2 separate regions of the Mus musculus genome follow, and region 1 is linked to region 2. The links are chromatin contacts, called in public Hi-C maps. All regions are on one chromosome and are shown on one strand. Each heading gives the region's core, a stretch centred on a gene start, on an enhancer-like site or on the middle of the called end of the contact. The rest is flanking DNA. Distances are from core to core; before and after follow the strand shown.

What was found. A called contact is a pair of places that touch in the nucleus more often than the background predicts.
Region 1: a contact with region 2 is called in a Hi-C map of muscle stem cells, with 1.8 times the contacts expected there. The contact joins two enhancer-like sites. A contact is called at or near these places in 1 of 15 datasets of contacts at CTCF or cohesin (the NIH/3T3 cell line), 9 of 484 Hi-C or Micro-C datasets (B cells, the C2C12 cell line, CD8 T cells and 6 more) and 3 of 115 datasets of contacts at active chromatin or transcription factors (bone marrow-derived macrophages, embryonic stem cells and trophoblast stem cells).

Annotation. Positions count from the first base shown.
Region 1 is chr6:47,402,895-47,405,897 of GRCm38.p6, reverse strand. No RefSeq gene overlaps it. Among named protein-coding and RNA genes, the nearest start is that of Cul1, 50 kb to the left of the region's middle. Within about 2 kb of position 1,592, at least 31 of the 459 cell types and tissues checked have an H3K27ac peak or open chromatin away from gene starts, as enhancers often do. A contact at or near this core is called in muscle stem cells, where this site is marked.
Region 2 is chr6:47,331,558-47,334,653 of GRCm38.p6, reverse strand. No RefSeq gene overlaps it. Among named protein-coding and RNA genes, the nearest start is that of Gm35280, 76 kb to the right of the region's middle. Within about 2 kb of position 1,538, at least 41 of the 459 cell types and tissues checked have an H3K27ac peak or open chromatin away from gene starts, as enhancers often do. A contact at or near this core is called in muscle stem cells, where this site is marked.

The DNA of each region.
Region 1 (3,003 bases), core at 343-2,842, 71 kb before region 2:
TCTGTGGGGCTGAGGAGATGGCTTGGTTGATAAAGTCCTTTTGGCATAAGAATGAGGACCTGGGTTTGGAAGCCCAGGATGCAGGTAGAAAGCTAGGTATGGTGTCTTGTACCTGTCATCCCAGTACTGAGGAGGCAGAGATAGAAGAATCCCTGGAAAGGCCAGTCAATCTTGATGAATCAGTAGGCTCCATATTCACGGAGAGATGGTATATCAAAAAGTAAGGGAGAAAGTGATACAAGAAAGCACCTGACGTTGACCTCTGACATCTACCCCTCTGAAGATGTACATATGAATATTCTACCACACCCCTTCACACAAATAAAGAATCATATATATTCAAGTACTGCTGCTGATCAAATCCTCGAGGAGATCTGGAAGAAGGAGCAGAGAGAAAGGAATAACAAAACGAGTGTTCTTTGGGAAAGCGATGGAATTCAGGGCACAGAGGAAGGAGCTTGAGGAAGGACGTATCTATCCACTGAGAGTGGATAAGGGCTTTGTTTAGGTTTGATGGTGAGAATCTGTGGATTTCTCATCAAAGGGACTTCACCTCAAGGGAGAGGTTGTGGAGCAGAGTTTGGAGAGGGAGAATGAGTTTGTGAAGTAACCAGAGAGGGTAGTTTGAGAGCCAGTATAGAGAAGTCATGGCAGGCTGGCAGCACCAAGTGTCCAAGCAAAGGTCAGCGATGGCCGTGCCGGAACATCAGTCTGTGAGGCTGTCCTTTGATCCCAAGCAGAGCTTCCAGCCTAGGTGGACAAAGAGATCAGAAACCCTGGCTTGATCCCAACTCAGAACTCAAAAAGTGCCTGGGACAGTGGACAGTAGAGACAACAGAACGAGAGAGTTGAGGGTCTGCAAGGGATGAGGTAAAAGGGTGGGCCATGGATCTCTGCTGGATGGGGAGAGTCAGGGCAGATTCACTCAGCCTCTCTCTCCCATGGCCTCTTTCATTCTAGGCAGACTGCCCTGGGCTTTGTGTTTTCTCTGGCTAGATTCTGATTAACATCCTTTCCAGTTCTCAAATTTCATGGTTCAATTTGGCAAAAGTTTCATACTCTCAGGATATAAGTGAGGGATCTTGCCAAACTTCTTCTAGTCACTAGGACAAAACAACCTTCATTCTGCTGAGGAAGCAAATTCCATTGATCTTCCCAGACCATTGATGAAATTCTTTAATTTTCTCACAGCCGTATGCAAAATGTTCAGTGCTCTGCCCAGAAATCAAAAATAAACTTGTAGCTGTCAGTAATCCAACCCTGCTGGAAGTTTCCCAATCGGAACTTGGTTCAGTTTAACTCAAAACCAAATTATATTACCGAGTGCCTGCTTTCCATAAGTTACTGTGGTGGCAGATGTAGGAGATGCAGAGACGAGAGAACGACCATCTCTGTTCTCTTCAAGTTTAGCGAGAAGGAGACTAGTGGTGCAGAAATCTTTGTGTTCACGCCAGGTAAGAAAGAGTAATTTCAGCTTCACACGCATTTTGCAGGCTGCATTTCCGCTAGCAGTGGCGGGAGCAGCTGGCCGGCAAACTAAGGCTTTGTGGAGGGAGCAAATATGGTGGGAATCTGAGCTTTGGGAGCCACTACCGTGACTGTGGGCAAGAACAGCAAGATGCTGCTGCATTGATTGCCGGATGAGATGTATCCTGCAAAGATGGCCAGATCTTCATCGGGACCTTCAAAGCTTTTGACAAACATATGAATTCGATCCTCTGTAACTATGATGAGTTCAGGAATATCAAACCAAAGAACTCCAAACAAGCAGAGAGGGAATAGAAGTGAACCCTGGGTCTGGTGTTGCTTCAAGGGTAGAACCTGGTCACTGTGACCCCAGATGGACCTCTTCCCACACATACTGGCCTCGCCTGAGTGCCACTTGCTAGGGGCCACGTATCTGCAGGGCTGCTAGCAGAGGAATGTCAGCTGGTGTTCCTGTAACCCAGGCTCCGGCAGGATTTGCTGGGCTACTCTCTGAGGTTGGAGGACCATCCCAAGCAGTTGGTGACCCCATAAGAAAGAGGCACCGTAGGATTGTGGGTCCCATGTCTGCTCCACCACAGGGCAAGGCTGCTTGTAGAGGCAGAATTTCGGAGTTGTCTGGTTCGGGGTCCCTAGGCCTGTGATGAGGCTGAGGCTGTGGGGTTCCCAGGCTCTTGGACACTCAGATGCCACTGGATGTTTCAGAAGAGCTGAGAATGGAATCTGGGCCCACTGGCTGGATCTAGTCTGGGGCCAAGGGAAAAGGGGAAATCTGGCTAGTCCTGTGGGGAGAATCCTCGGCTTGATGGCTGCAGGCATGGGCTTGGTGGTGGTCATGGCTGGTAGCACAGAGAGGCCTTCTAATGAGAGTCCAGACAGCAGCTATATAGGTGAAGGCCTTCTCCATGGCTCCCCACGGGGGAATCTCAATGAAAAGAGGTAGCCTATGGTTTTAAGGCATTTATTGTCATGGTGGAAAGTGGATGTGTAAAACCATGCCCCAATTTTCAGGGTGGGCCTGATATTAAATACCTTTTTCAGGGAGGAATGTCTGGGAAGGAAAGCTTACTGGGTAAGCCCTCCAGGCCTTTACGTATCTCATTAAAATGGAGGTCTGTCTTGAGCCTACATAAGCACAGGTTATGTCCTTTCCTACCTATTGTGGGGAGTGGGGGGACTTGGGGCATTGCCCTTATGAGATTGATGGCAACAAATCTATGGGGGGCTATGGCTAGTGACAGGGGCCTGGTACTTGGGAATAGGCAAAGCTCCTATTGTCCCATCATGGTCTCCGAGACTTCTAGCCTTAGCTCACTCAACTGGGAACCAGGCTACCTTTCATGGTCCCACAAGGCACTGTTGCAGTTGCTGCAGCCAGCTGCAATCACAGCCAGTATTGCATGAGTCTGAATTCAGTACCCACCTGGTTGTGAGAGTCTTCCTCTAGGTATGATGGACCCACCTCCTGGAATGGAAGCCTCCCATGGGTCTAGGATGCAACCTCCTCCTGCAGAGATG
Region 2 (3,096 bases), core at 289-2,788:
TAAGCAGGTAGTGGGGTGACACAGACATGTTAATGTGTTTGACTCAGGCTTGACTAGCTCCTGTCTTCTGCAGTGTTTCTTCTCAAGAAGATGCTTTATCAGGCTGGAGAGATGGCTCAGCGGTTAAGAGCACTGACTGCTCTTCTGAAGGTCCTGAGTTCAAATCCCAGCAACCACATGGTGGCTCACAACCATCTCATAGTGAGATCTGATGCCCTCCTCTGGTGTGTCTGAAGACAGCTAGGGTGTACTTACATGTACTAATAAATAAATCTTAAAAAAAAAAAAGAGAGAGGCTTTATCAACTCCATGTAGGCTTCATGGGCTACAAAATTTCTGGGTACTGCCCTTCCTCCTACCTTATTATCCAAGCATCTCTCCATATGGATGATTTAAAAAGAATGGCATTGAGTCTGGTATTCCTTTTTACTTTTCCCAGGAAAATAAGTGTAAGTCCACAACTGAATCAGGTGTCTGTGTTGCTCAGAGTGCTCACCCAGGCCTTGTGAGTTAGTGTGGGGAGTTAGGAGAGGTTATGGTGCAGAAATAGGGAATGCATCTCTAGGGAAGGAGCTTGCTCTTACGTTGTAAATGAAAAAGAAAAGCCAAGGTTCCTTTTTTTCCTACCTCTAGGAAAATTTAAAATTGCACCAGACCATACACCAAGCAGGTTTTCAAATATGACTATAGAATCAACTCTGGACTTACAGCTTAGGGAACTTTCTCAGACCTACAACCTATTTTTTTTTCACTCTCTTTACGTTTTTGGTTAATATTTTCAATTAGCAGCCAAATCCATTATGATATTTTCATACACATGTATTAACGTACTTTGCTCATATGTCTCCCTCCCCCATCACCCACCCCCCCTTTGCTGTTTCTTATTGGCCACTTTAGTCCCTTCATAGTCTCTCTTCTGCTTTCAGAGTTCACTAGCCAAGAAACCCTGTGCTACACCCACCCCCACATGCCCTATTTGTAAGAGAAAAAGTGACTGGTCTAAAAAGTATAGACTGCTTCATAAGTTTGTGTATCATCTTTGTGTCTCTATTGTTCTGAGTTTAGTATATGTGAAAACAGAAGTGAGGAGTACAAACCCTTCAAGCTGAAATAAAATCACGTTACATGTTTTATATCTTGCTCTTTGGAGAATATAATGCAAACCTTGATTTTTCATATATTTCTATCTGTGGAGGGAAACATCAGGCTAGGGCTGACAAGTCCAGTGCTCCATACACCATGGAAGGTGTTGGAGGATTCTCTTCTCCGTGTTCCATATTCAGAGAGCAAGGAAAGATAGCAGTGCTCTGCCTCGCTGTCCATGAGATGAGAACACAGAGAGAGCTGTGAGGACAATGCAGTGAAGCCTGGCACTGCCTGGCCCCTTCTCCTGGCGAGCAAGTGGACTGCAAGCTGCTATTATTATTTGATGTTGGTGTGAGCTTGAAAGAGCCCAAGCGGCTGCTGAGGGATCAGGCAGACCTTGTCAGGGGAAGCCATGTATAAATAGCTGAAAGCTGTTTGCTGAGCAGTGAGTCATCAGGATCCTCAGGTTCCTTGGACCAGCTAGCCCTGAAGTGAAAGCAAATCCCACTGTGGTGTGTGTGTATGGGGGGTGGGGGTGGGGGTGGGGCTGCTGACACGATGCTTGAGAACAACTATGAAGGACAATGCGACCTGGTTCTGAGGATGCTGTCACTAACCCAGAATGTTCTGGGCTCTGTCTGAAGATACAAAATTCCAGTTCAAATGATCAGTATCATGGATGGAGTTGTCACAGGCCTTCTGGGCTCCTGTACTGGTCCAGCAGGTTCTGTCTGTCCATTCCCAGATTCTAAGAACCTGATCCTCTGAACCAAGACGGTCGAGTTAGTAGCAGGGCTTAAAACTCTTTGGTGCCTGCTCCCTCATAGAATCTTCTAGGAGTTATTTGTAACACTTAATGGACAAAAGATCAGGATCCAAAATATGTGAAGGTAATTCCTACAGATGGATAAGAAAAAGACAAGTCAGTGGAAAAAAATCAGTAGAAAAGGAAGCATAGGAAAAATGTGGAAAAGGACATAAAAGAGCATTTCATAAAAAGATAAGCAGCCAGTAAACTTAGAAAAATACTTAATAGCAAACAAAGAACTAGAAATTGAGAAACCACTAGCGGCTATCAGTTTATATTCATTTAATTGGCAGAAGTAAACACCGCACAGTGTGGCTGAGGCTATGGTGTAGAGAGAATTTTCACACGATGCTGTAAGCAAAAGAAACTGGTCCAAGTTCATCAGAGACCAATTTATCATCCTTTGGCAAAGCTGAACGGTTCTGAAGTTCAGTAATGATGCTAGAAGGAATAGAAGGAAGTGTGTACAACATCGTTATTTACAAATAGTAAAAATTCAGGCATCAGCAGCAGATTAGGCAATATAAATTTCAGCCTTCTCCTAAAACAAAATACATGCAGTGAATCTGGAGAATGCAGTGCCACATGTCAATGTTGATGGATTTTGATGAATAAAGTTAGGAAAGAATGCATTTAGTGTGATCTTAGTCATACAAGATGGAACCACAAGCTAAAACCAACAATATCCTGCTCAAAGATATGGGGTAGTACGGAGCAGAAAATAAGAAATTAAATAACTTGAAAATTAGGATAAAAGCTTCCTATGGTGATTAATTGTCAACTTGACAGAGTCTGGACAGGGAGGATTAACCGAGTGGACCCTTCCCCAGAGTGACAGAACCTTCCAGTATGTTCCAGATATAAGGAGCTCTGAGGAAAAAATAATGCTTCCCATTTGTCTGAATATGCTTCTTGCCTATAACTGTCTGTTGCCATCAGCACCATCAGACTTCAACTTCCTCTGCCTTTCAATGTGGACTGAAGGCTGGAGACTCTCTGGAAATCTTCTCAGCCTTCAGTGCAAACTGGGACTGCAGAGGCATCCAGCTTCATGGACCGAGAAGCTGATGAGTATTTAATCTCTCTAATATGTAGATGACTCTTGTTGGACTACCAAGCCTCTATTGTATAAGCCATTCTAGTAAATTCTCTCTTATCATGTATATGATAATATATATACTTATACATACACACATATATGA